Linked DNA regions of Mus musculus: region 2 is linked to region 1. A link is a contact called in public Hi-C data. All regions are on one chromosome and are shown on one strand. The core of a region is the stretch at or near the end of the contact, and the rest is flanking DNA. Distances in the headings are between cores, read along the strand shown.

Region 1 (6,267 bases), core at 2,352-4,851:
CCATCTTTCAGTATACATTTAATCTTATCATTTGTTAAAAGTAGAATGAAATTTCACACTAGTGAGTTGGATGTGCTTGTTTTTTTTTTTTTTTTGGTTTTTTTTTTGGTTTTTTTTTTTTTTGGATAAAGAGTTAAATCTTGGCATAATAGTTAATATTTGTGGGCACAGAGTTCCTTCAACACATTTCAGAGTAGATTGATATTTTGATTTTATGATCTTCAGTGATGAGACCATCACTTGGCATAAATATGTATTATTACAAAATGGTCATATTAGACCATTGAAAATCCTGTCATAATCTAAACCAAAATTCAATAATAATTTGTTTTAATAAAACGTAAGATGACATCTCAATCAGTAATTTTTGACATGACCTCACTGTTGTAGCCCTGGCGGACCTGAAGTTCACTGCATAGATTAGGCTGGGCTAGAACTCATAGCAACCCATGTGTCCCTGATTCACAAATGCTGGGATTAAAGGTATGCAGCCAATCCCTGGAAATTGATAATTTTTAAGAGTCAAAAGCCCCAACACTATACAATCAAAATATGAACTAACTTATCATTTGAGTGCTGAGGAATTATGGGAGAAAAATACTGTCTTTGTTTTCTGTAATTAAGTCATTATGTTTCTATAAGAGCCATGTACAGTTAAATAATTATAATTTGTAACATACAATAGTCTTTGGTGTGAACCAATATGCTTCGTAACCAGTCTGTGGCATAGCAACATAAACAGTGCAGAGTGTACCACATGGTACAGTGCATGTGCAAGCAAGGCTGCGGTGGACTTTCATGACCCCCCACAGGTGAGCACTACCAGAAATCCCTGATTCATTACTTGTTTGATTTTTAGACAAATTCTGACTATTGTGGTCTGAGAATCACTCTAGAGTGGGAGAAGCTGTGCTTCATGACAAGGGTCAGTGATTAGATACTAAAGGAAGCAAAAGACATTCTATGCTGTACTAAGAAAATAAGTTGTATTAGAAAAAGATGTAGAACTTAGGGATGTGGCTCACTTAGGGCATGGTTAACATGTGGGCACAAGGATCTGAATTTGGTCCTCCACACAGACATAAAAACATGGGTACAGATGACACACACCAATGACCCCAGTGATGGGGAGGGTAGAAGTAAGAAGACCCCTGAAGCTGGTTGTCCATCTAGTCTAACAACTCAGTGAGTGGTAGGTTCAGTAAGGGATCCTGCTTCAAATAATGAGGTGCAGAGAGACTGGGGAAGAAACTACATATCAACTTCTGCTTCTGTGTGTGTGTGTGTGTGTGTGTGTGTATGTGTGTTGCCCGTACACATGCACACATGCACATACAGCATACACATGTACACAGTAAGGAATATGTATACATATATTCATCACACACACTGAAAGAAAATAAATGTAAGCAGAGTCAATGGGTTACTTGTAGAGAACAGGCCTATGTCTAGCAACAACATTACAGGCATGACCTCCATCCTAAATTGGTAAACCATAAAATGTATAAAGAATTGCAGGAAGAGACCAAGATTGTGTGTGTGCACCTATGTGTGTAAAGAGCAAGCTTTTAGTCTACTCTTGTCAGAGATCCATGGTGCTTAAACCTGGTATGTCACAGTTCAGTTGGGTGGCAACAGATGCCTTCCCTTGCTCTGTAAACCAGCAAGCACAGACAGGAGACAAGGCTTTCTGCTTATTTTCTCACAGGGTCATTTTACAACTGCTTCCCTCCTCAAACTCTGCAGTCATGTTGCCTTGCTTTTTAAAAGGTTGTTTAAAAAAAAAAGTTCATCAGTGCTGCTTGGCCACCTCTTTCTGTTAGACTCCACCGCAAGTTTGTGATGGCTCAGGGTTCAATCCCAAAATTGTCCTTAAGTAATCCAGAATGGGTTAACCTGGTGCTCCGAATGCATACACACACACACACACACACACACACACACACACACACATATACATTCACACACACACTTACTTCCGGGAAAGTTAAAAATGCATTTCCCTTGTGTCACTGCCATTTTCAATTCTGAGCCAGAGACGACATGTTACATAACTCGGGATTTCAACAAACACCTGGAAATCAGGCTGTGTGTGTCGCTCAGATGAGACCAGACATGAAGAGATTGGTAGTGACAAGTGTTGTCACTTCTCTCTCTGACAGCAGGCAAGTGGCAAGCCGTATATACAAGGCCTGATACCACACTCTCAGGATCAGAGGGGGAAAAAAAAAAAGAAAGAAAGAAAAAGTGAAAAAAATAACGTTTCAGCAAGAGATATCTGGGAAAATAATGGCAAATTACACACGATTTAGCTTTGCTTTTAGCTTTTATAAAAACCCAAGAACTATGAACTGAGCAGTTGAGCCCTAATTAAGTCTCCTCTTGATCATTTGCATGGCAGACCCAATTCTCAGGGTATTTTCTTAAAAAGCATCGTATCAGCCTCTAATTCAACTGTTCTTTTTATTTCAATTCCTTATTTTCCCCCCTTGGGTAAAAGAGAGGTTAATGTGAGCCATTAAGAATTAAAAAACAATTACACAATGAAAAAATAGTTCAGATGAATTTTAATTAGAGCCCAATGTAATGGAATTTGAACCCAGTACACCGGAAATACATAGCCAGAACTCTAGCCATTAAATCTCAGAGCCTTTGATTAAACTCAATGGGAATTTAGAAAGATTCTTTTGCTGCCCGAAGATACCATGTTTTTTCCATTAATGTCAGAGAAATATATTGAGGGACTAAAATATTACTAATAAAAATAAATGTGAAGGTTGTAAATTTCAAACAATGGAAGATACAGAGCCCGTACCTGGATTTTTAAGTGAGTATGTGGCATTTCGTTAAGATTAAAGTTGAAAACACAATGTATTATGTGTGACCTCTTTAGAAAGGGAGCCTAAGTAATTCCAGGATTTGCCATCCTTTGGAGTATAAGAACAATAAGTCAGAGACCGTGGAATGGTCTGCTGCAGGCTGAGAGACGATCGTGGAAGTATTCCAGACAGGGGTCAGATGCGAGGCACCACATGGCATCCCAGCATCCTCCCTTATTCTACTGCCTCCAAGCGGTTTGCTTTGCATCCATAAAATGGGGACAGTGGAATGGACCAATTTGAATCAAAGACTATGACTAAGCTGCTTAATTCAAATCAAGACACACATCAAATTTTCCCCTAAATGGTGAGGCATGTTAAAAGTGAGGCTCAATTCCTGAAGAGATTTGACCTTATTTTCTCCTCAGTAAGTGATTCTATGTCGAACCACTAGGCCTCCTAGCCTTGAGAGATACCCCTGTCTTTCATAAAACTCAGTCAGCCACTGGAGGGAGCCAGCAGGACTCATACAGTATAACTGAATATGATCAACCAGTAGGGAAAGATAATTTTAAAATGGCATATAAAGATGACAGAATTTGAACAAAATCTCTTTTATTTATTTATGCCAAAATCTGTGTGAATGTAAAATGCCAACTCTATCATGCTTTATTTATGGTGTGGCTTTTCTCTTAAAAAGGAGAGAGGGAGTGGGAGAGAGAGAGAGAGAGAGAGAGAGAGAGGGAGAGAGAGAGAGAAAGAGATGGGACCTAGCCTGGTTCACATGGCAAAAGACAGAGTGTCAAAAGAGAGTGCCGGTCTCAGTACTCACCTACCCTGTCTTGGCACAGCTGCTTCATCTGGGCAGCTTTTAAAACCCTTTGCTTGCCAATTCCTGCAGCAGAATCAAGCCAGTGCCCTCTCTGTGGATAGAGAGATGTGCAATATGTAAAATTCCCCAAGACAATTTTTATTTATAGCTGTTGCAAACAATGTTTATACAAAGTTTATTAAATGTGTCACCCACATTGATTTATCCCAACCAGTCTCTTCAATCACTAATATTTATGAGATGGGTTCAGTTGCAACAATTATTTTATATGCTATAGAGTATGTTATAACTAGGGATTCACCCTGGCAATTATATCAAAGATAAAATGCTTCCTGAGGGCCTCGGGGCAGGCCAGAAAGTATATTATTGGACACAAGGTGGTTTAAACTGAGTATCACAGCACTAAATTTAGAGCAAGAGATGTGGAGCAGCTGATGCTTAAAAATTAAAACGGGTTTCTTGGGGTTCCAGGAGTCCCCTCATTTATGGGAAGGCAGCAGCCGATCTTGTGCTCATTTGTTTTCCCACACGGAGACCTGAGGCCTGGAAACGCTTCCGTGTCGACTCTGAATTTCTGTGAGCCTTAGCTCTCAGCAGCATTTACCTAGTGCCCAAAGTGGGCAGAAGAGCTACTCTTGGCTTGCACAAACATTGACAAAGGGAACCAGACACATGCTATTTGCAGCAAGGAATTGACAACGTCTGCAGAGTAGCAGAAACACTGTTAACAAAAAAGAAAAAAAAAATCACTAAAAAGCCCAAGATCGCCTTTGAAACTGTAAGATGACAAAGTCCAACAGGAAGAGGGGGGGAAAATAGAAACTTACTTAAAACTCACAGTTGAATGCTACTTCTGTTTCCTACTAAACCCTAAATAGCCTTTTGTTGGGCAAAATTAACTTGACAGACACACTGTGGTTCGGAGTGTGAGGCCTGGGGCAAGATAGGAAGGCTGAAGCAAAACAAAGAGGCAGTTACTGTGTTCTGTGAAGGAGCTGACCGGGGCTGGGGATTGCCATCCTTGGAAAAGAAGAGAGAGAAAAGTTCCGGATGTCTGAAGGGAGCAGAGATAGCGCTGGGACAGCCTGGGGGTTGTGACCTTGAATTGCATGCCCATGTTAAACTCACTTGATAATGTTCTCCTGTCTTTTAAAGTCACCCTTCTGGCCATATTCCCCAAGTGTTTTACAAATTGAGAGTCCAAACTGAAATAAACAGTTTTAGCAAAATAAGTCATTTGTGTCAACAAACTACAGTATTACTGTTGAATCAGGAATGCAGGGGCATAAGAGAGTAGCACTGCTCAATCCATGTTCTCACTGACCTTTTATAGCTGAGCGAGCGAGAGAGGTCTTTCATACAAGGCTGGGCCTCACTCGTAAATAAACAGGGAAGAGAGTGAATAACATCACCATCAACATTGTTGGTGCACAGACATTCTCACCTCAAAGGGAATAAGAAATTATTTATTCTGGAGCCAAATCTGAGTGATGATGGCCTGTGGGGATGCATATTGAGGCTACTCAAAGTTCCGTTCCAACAAGGAAGAGGTTTTGTGGTGCTTTTATTGGGACAGAACAAAGTTCCAGATCAAAAACAAAAACAAAAAATAAAATAAAATCAAGGCATTAAAAAACAAAAACAAAACAACAAAGGTGTAATCAGAGAGGCAGTGTCCTAGTTAGGGCTTTATTTCTGTGAAGAGATAGCATGAACCATGGCAACTCTTATAAAAGCAGACACTTAATGGGGGTTGGCTTACAGTTTGAGAGGTTTAGTTAAGTATCATCACGGCAGGAAGCATGGTAGCGTGTAGGCAGATATTGTGCTGGAGGAGCTGAGAGTTCTACATCCTAATCTGCAGGCAGCAGAGGACTATGCGCCTATACCACAGTGGGCACAGCTTGAACATAAATGACCATAAAACCCACCCCCACAGTGACACACTTCCGCTAACAAGACCACACCTACTCCATCAAGGCCACACCCCCTAATAGGCCACTCTTTATGGACAAGCATACAAACACAAGAGTCTATGGCAGCCATTCCTATTCAAACCACCACAGGCCGGTTACAGCCAGGCCGAGAAACTTCAGCTTATAGGCCTCGGATGTTTCCTAGGAGTATATCTTGTCCTTTCATTTGTGGAGAATAGGGTTTTGTTCAGTTATTCTTGTGTTTGTCAGACTATAAGCTCTGACACAGAGGTGTCAAGGAATGGCTGTTTAGGAAGCTAAAGATAGCCCCAAGAAACTGCAGTTAAGTTTGGTACCTGCAGCATCCCAGCCTCTCAGCAGTCGCTAAGGTTTTAGTCAGTCAATTCGCCTTCGTAGATACAGCTTCCTTCCAGAACTTCTCACTCATGGCACCTTTGAGATACGTGACAATGCCACAGAATAAACTAAGTTTTCATCCTACCTAACTTCTTTTCTCCTCCAACCCCATCTTCCTTTCTGCTTGTTTTGTTGTGAAGATATTTCTATCTCTGTCAATAGAGATCTAGAGACTTTTTGCACACGCCACACCTTCCTCCTTTCATGTCCTTGAGACTCAGTTCCAAGGCTGGCAGGTATAGAGCCTCAGTTTCTACAGCTGCATCCTATGTGGAGCTGTAGA
Region 2 (6,272 bases), core at 1,973-4,472, 810 kb after region 1:
CCAGAGGACAGCCACCTCCTGCAGAAGTCCCACTTACTGACTCTGATCCACTCTCAAGACAATTGTCCAGCAAAGGGCCACATGCACGGACATTTCCATATGGCTGTCCTCAGAGCTATCGACCTGTTTCAAAGCCCACTGTCCTTCCAAACAATCCTGAACAAAGAAAATGACCCAACTGTTTCCTAGCCATTGGATCTACACGACTCTGAGGCTGGTAATTTTGATCACGATGTATTTTATATCTGAATAATTTGTGCGGATGTTACTACAGGGCAGAAGAAATTTTCATCAAGTGTTACCATAGCTCAGGCAGAGTTATTGGTGCTGTATCAGTTCCACCGACTAGAAAGCAAGCTAGGAACCACATATTGGCTGACCCTGTTTCCTAGCTGAGCATGTTGATATGGAGCCAATGATAAGGCCTGTCAAGTTGGCTTGCTCCCGAATACAGGGTCAAATATCTTCGATTTTTAATTTTTGTCTTCTCAATGGTGTACAGGACTGGAATAAAATTGAATTTGGGTTGTTAGAAACGTTCCATTCTCTAGTCTAACAAAATACCCTAGAATATTTAAAAGTTCAAAAATAAGCATCATTAATTCTATTTTGTGAATCTCACACGTCGAGAACTCAGGCGGGGCTCATCTGTGTGGCTCACTGAGTGTGACACCCACTGGGCTTCCACAGCGGTGCTTGGTAGTCTGGACATTTTGCTTCAAGACATATTCACTCTCATATCCAGAACCATGTTAAGATTGGCAAGTGGGCTGGTCTCTGTTGGTTCTACTGACCAGAGCCCCAGCACCTCACCTCTCCTGCAGGTATCTCAGGGGAGTCGGATAGCATAAGTAACTAATCCCACCCAGAAGAAGGAACACTGGAGAGCCCGTGGGAAGCTCTCTGGCCTCCTCTGGCCAATCTTAGAAGTCACGTGGGTAACTTTAATCACGTAGGTAACTTTGATCACGTGGGTAAGCTTAGATCACGTGGTAACTGTGCTGCATCTTCCTAACTACGAGTAAACCGTAAAGGTAACCAAGATTAGACTGACCGAAAGCGTATGTTTGGAGTGATTAGCTCTTCTCTCTAACGTGACTGTCCGTCTGCCTTAACAGAAATATCACAATTTTACATTGTCACCGTGTCGGCTATTGTCACCTTTCACCATTACATACTCTCAGGGCGTGGGTTACATTTTAGGAATGCTACTGAAAGATATAGTCATTGCTAAATATAATGGTTATTTTCCCATGGTATAGATCCTTAAACATCCAAGAAAAGCTTTTCTTTGCCCTGATTTGAAATGCATGCTCTGCCAGTCCAATCCTAGAACAGCTGATTCCTGCCATCCCAGCCAAGGGGGTAGATAGATGACTTCCTCAGGGTCAGAATAATAGCAACCTGGAGCATCCATCCATAAATGGTGCTAGAACGACATGTGTACCTTCAAAATCATTCCTAGGTATGGAACTGTTTTGAGGGGGGAAAAAACTGAATACATCAAAAGAACTCTTAGGTAGTGTGGAAGAAATGACTCAGCAAGCTGCCAGAGGGCTGGGATCCATGCTAACAGAACAGAGAGGGTCACTCAAGTGCCTTGTTAGAGGTGCCACCCAGCCAAATCATAACTTACGCTTTCGGGTTGAATTATGCATAACTGGAGCCAAAGCCAAGTCGCTTGTAAGAACAGAAAACATGCTTTGAGCTGCCCCCAGGGCCTTGCCTCAGCCCCTAATGTGAAGATAGGAAACAGGTCATTAAAGAACTCATTTTAGCATCTGTCCATGGGTTCTAACTCAGGTATTCTAAGCATCCATTCCCAAAGTGACCTTGGGTCAAGGTTGGGTTATGGTCATGATGCTAGGCTAGAGAGCTATGGCTCAAGGCAGCTTAGCCTTCTATATAGGTCTTGTTTCCCAAGTTTACTCTGTACTCGGAAAGGCTGTGCACCAACCTCAACCGCTTTTTTTCACTTATTAAGAGAGGAATGTAATAATAATTCTTACCTTCGAAATAGTCCATATGAGTTCAATCGCTTAATTACAACCCATGACCATCCATGAATACGGGAGATTAAAAGTATTGTTATCTGGGGTGTGTGTGTGTGTGTGTGTGTGTGTGTCCCTTCTTAAACACTTACACACCCACCTTAATAGCAAAATTTCAGGTTGCCATAGGGTTAATTAGTGTCATCCTTCCCATTACAAAGCTCTCTCTGTCTACCCAGAATTTGGCTAATGGTTCCCAAATCAAATAAAACACAAAAGATAATCTAGCCTCTCAGAACAAACGCCACTTACTCGCCTTCTCCCCAGGCCATTCTTTCGTTCTTGGCAACAGAGCCATTGTCAAATAAATATTAGTTCTAATAAAGATAGTGCCAAGACCTGGTTGTGACAACTCTACCGGCCACCTACTGGCATGATCCAGAATGAACTTTTAAGAAGAGAGTGGGACACTGAAGGTGAAACGGTGTTAAGATCAGACTTCACTGAGCCACATGATTTCCTTTGGGATTTGGGGACACTATCTAACTTACAAATGCCTCCATGGATCTCGAGGTCAAATGACCCATTTCAGAGGGCATCAGCTAGACACAAGGGCTTCACCAACTCCTAATGCCTGCATTTCCTGATTATTCAGCCCTGTGCTGGTACAAACAGGCCGTGAAGCAGGGCAGGGTGTTTGTGAACCGGCCTCCTGGATGCTTCTTTATTCCGCTACATCGATATTCATTTTTGCAGGGTTCCTTTTTCAGTGCATCAGGCTAGAAGTGGCAACTTGGACACACCGTGGTGTTTGGCTGAGGGAGGGGGATTTATGAGCCTGCTCTAAAGATACAGCCCCTGTTGCACCAAGTGAAAATCTTGTTGGAGCCCAAAACAGCAAGGAGACAGCAGGGGGCTAAGGGGGGGGGGGGGGATAAGTCAAACCACCTCTCACAGCAGAGCTGAAAACCAAGTACCTGGATATTATGTGCCTGCCTCTGCTGTTCTCGTCGCCAATTTCCCACTTGGCCACATGTGCACGTTTAATTAATGTTCTGCTCATCACCTCCTGCAAGTCATTAATAAGGATGCACTGTCGATCCAGGCCCATCTCAGAGCCTGCCAGCAGCACTCCACTGCTGGCCACCGTCTCCCAGCCAGTGCACAGCCGCCCACCGGCTGCTCACGTGGCTTTTCCAGCCAGGTTTCCATCCGGGAAGCGGAGCTCAGAATCCGCTCGGTTGAATTCATCTTTCAAGTGAGATTTCTGGATGCATCCATTTCACTGCCTTCACCCACTAATGTGGTAGAGGGTGGGTTTTTTTTTTTAATTCTATTAAAAAATGCAATTAAATTTGTCTCATGGAATTTGCTCTTTAAAAATCCAGACAGCTGCTTGCTCATGGTGGCATTATGCTCCTGATTCCTGCACATTTTTTTTCCTTCATCTCCATTCCATTACTTTGCTGAGGATTAAAGACAGGCTTAGCAGATGGCAAATGCCAGGATCTCTTCCCACCCCCACCTCCCATTCGGAAGGCTGGGATCATATCGGCCAGAATACACAGCCCAGGTTTCTCCGTTCGGCTTTGGAAAGAGAGAAGCAATTGTTTAATTCAAAGCCATCAGCTAATGCAGAAAATAAGATGGAGCAGGGAGAGGAGAGACCGAGGGCTATTCCCCATAGCTGGCCTTTAAGGCCATGGTCAGGTGTCTCTCCCTGAGCCTCAGTTTATCTCTCCAGAGTCCCTCCTTCCTCCTCCATTTCTCAGCCATAAAGCACTCATTAGGCTGTGAAGCAAATGAGGTAATGTCTGTGGTGAGAGGGTTTGTGCGTTTCCAAAGAAAGACACCATATAAAAAGCATTCTGATTGCTAACAGTCAGGGACACTCAGCGTCGGGCCTGGCTGGCTTTATAAACTATTTAACTGCCTGCTTCTTGCAAAAACTATTTTTATCAGTTAATTACACATTTTTCTTATTAAATAACAATGTGAAAGCATTTCTTGCTCATTTTCCTGTCATGACTAATTTAATCTGCCTCCCTTTATTAAAAGTCCGGTTCTCTTGTCGTGTCTTAGCCACTCTGGTAGGCTAGTGACACCCCCACAACTATTCGGCCCCTTTGAGTCACATCAACTCCTTTCCTCTTTTCTCTTCTCTGCAGCCCAATCTCCTTTTTTTTTCTGCACCACGGCTGCATCTGGTTTCTAAGGAACGGCCAAACAGTGGAGGCTCTGCCTCGTCGTTCTCTTCCTTTTGGGTGTTCCCTTGAATAAGCCAAAGCCCAGAGGAAATCTGTCTATCTATGAATGACATCCTGCATGAGAGGGAAACCAAGGCAGCATGGAAACTGGGCTAGTACTGAGTGTCTCTCTCTCTCTCTCTCTCTCACACACACACACACACACACACACACACACAAACTCGTGACCTGGATTTAGGAAAAGAAGAAAGGTAAGGATGGGAAAGCCACATTAGTGGCAGTCCCTGCACTGGGGGAATCCTTTCTAATACCATTGTTATGAATCATAATTAATTGTGATTAGTAGCAACAGTAGGGACACATGCTTAATCTTCCAATGGGAAAAGCAGACATAACATACCTACAGACACTCTGTGGGCCTAAGTCCACAAAGACAGGAAACAGCTCAGAAAAGAGATTTCACAATTTTTTGAGGCAAAATAATGAACCCAACCAATTTCAGAAATGGTAGCATGGTAAGTTATTTTGTGTGCTTTTTCATTTGTCTTTGTGATGGGCAGGAAGCCTTCTGACCCGTGACTCTGGAGGGTTAACTCTGGACAGCTTTCTCCCCTACAGTGGCACTGAGCTGCCTGATATTACTTTAGTGAGCACAGCACAGCAGCATCATGGTTGTCCCCTCCATGGCCTACAGAAACACTTCACTTTGTTCCTGGAGGCCCCTCAGGCTTGCTAGCTTCAGTGTGGAGAGCAGCCCTGGAAGGGAGCCCAGGAGGCAAGAACCCATGGTACAGCCAGTGGGAAACTGAAGCCCCAGTTTATGGCCTACAATGAGCCAAATCCTACCAATGATGGGGTGTGGGATAGGGGGTTGCTGTCTGCACCCTACCCTGGTCTCCACTGCAGATGAGACTGCAGCCACATACAGGTGCTTGGATGGTCTTCTACACTGTTAAATCTTGGGATTTTTATTGCTCAGGACTGGAACGCACCACTTCTGTCACAGGATTGTTAATCCAGAAGGAACCTAAAGTACTACCTAGGTAGGGGAAGGTGAGGCACTCTCACTTCAGTCACACATGAAGTTGTGTCATTCAAAACCCACCTTAATGTTGAGTGTGATCTTAGAAGTTTCCCACATAGCTACCCCCACTCCCCCATCCTCAATTAATTATTTGGAGGTTAAAAAGAAGCCCACCTGCTCCCCAGAACAGTGTGAGAGAAGGAGAGACAGGAGTAAGATAACCTAACCTCTACCTCATTGGCCAACATTCTGGGAAAGTCATTCGGGCTTGGCCAACTCTACTTTCCCCTTTGCTAAAGCCAAGATAATCTGCTGTGTGAACATGTGAACTAAAGCAGCCTAAAGGGTGTTGATGGGGTCTCTTGACATCTTCTCAAATATTTGAAAAAGCACAATCAATAACATAGCAAAAGATTGTGGTCAAAGAATATGAAAGCACAGGACAGATACAAGGAGTGGTGGCTCCCTTCACTAGAGCGGTCACCTGCACAAGGAACTGCCAAGGCTTCCTTCTATAAATCAATGAGGAGGAGGAGTTGGTTGCTAGATTGTAGAGTGTGGGTGGTTTTCTGTTTTGATTGACAGGCTTAGGTCATATAAGCCTTAGTTTATTCCACATGTCCTTTCCCTTGATCTGGCGTTAATCAAATGCCCGTCCAATCATGCCTAGGCCTAAGATTGCAATTAGAGAATTTCCACCTGCAAAAAAAAAAAAAAAAAAAAAAAAAAAAAAAAAAAAAAACAATAATTAATTTTGAGGACACAGTTTGCCTTACTGGACATGTACCCAAACCAGTCTAGACTGGATCAACCCACTGCCCATAGTTACTGGCTATGTTCCAGAATATGTTTGACCAAGAAGTGGGAGTTGCCAAGGGGTTGCTAGAGAGGAGTGACCTATTGCATTGTTTGGAGTAGGGTGGAGCCTACGTGCAGCCAGTTAGCTAAGTGCTTTGTTGAAAAAGAAGATGAACGTGAACAGCTCAACTCAAGCAGAGTCCAGGTGGATAAGGTGTCCCTACACTTTCTTGCTTCAAAAGGATTCCTCTT

What was found. A called contact is a pair of places that touch in the nucleus more often than the background predicts.
Region 2: a contact with region 1 is called in a Hi-C map of cortical neurons, with 2.5 times the contacts expected there. The contact joins two enhancer-like sites. A contact is called at or near these places in 2 of 484 Hi-C or Micro-C datasets (cerebral cortex and cortical neurons).

Annotation. Positions count from the first base shown.
Region 1 is chr3:143,505,165-143,511,431 of GRCm38.p6, forward strand. No RefSeq gene overlaps it. Among named protein-coding and RNA genes, the nearest start is that of Gm33604, 12 kb to the left of the region's middle. Within about 2 kb of position 3,602, at least 16 of the 459 cell types and tissues checked have an H3K27ac peak or open chromatin away from gene starts, as enhancers often do. A contact at or near this core is called in cortical neurons, where this site is marked.
Region 2 is chr3:144,315,824-144,322,095 of GRCm38.p6, forward strand. No RefSeq gene overlaps it. Among named protein-coding and RNA genes, the nearest start is that of Gm34434, 63 kb to the right of the region's middle. Within about 2 kb of position 3,223, at least 42 of the 459 cell types and tissues checked have an H3K27ac peak or open chromatin away from gene starts, as enhancers often do. A contact at or near this core is called in cortical neurons, where this site is marked.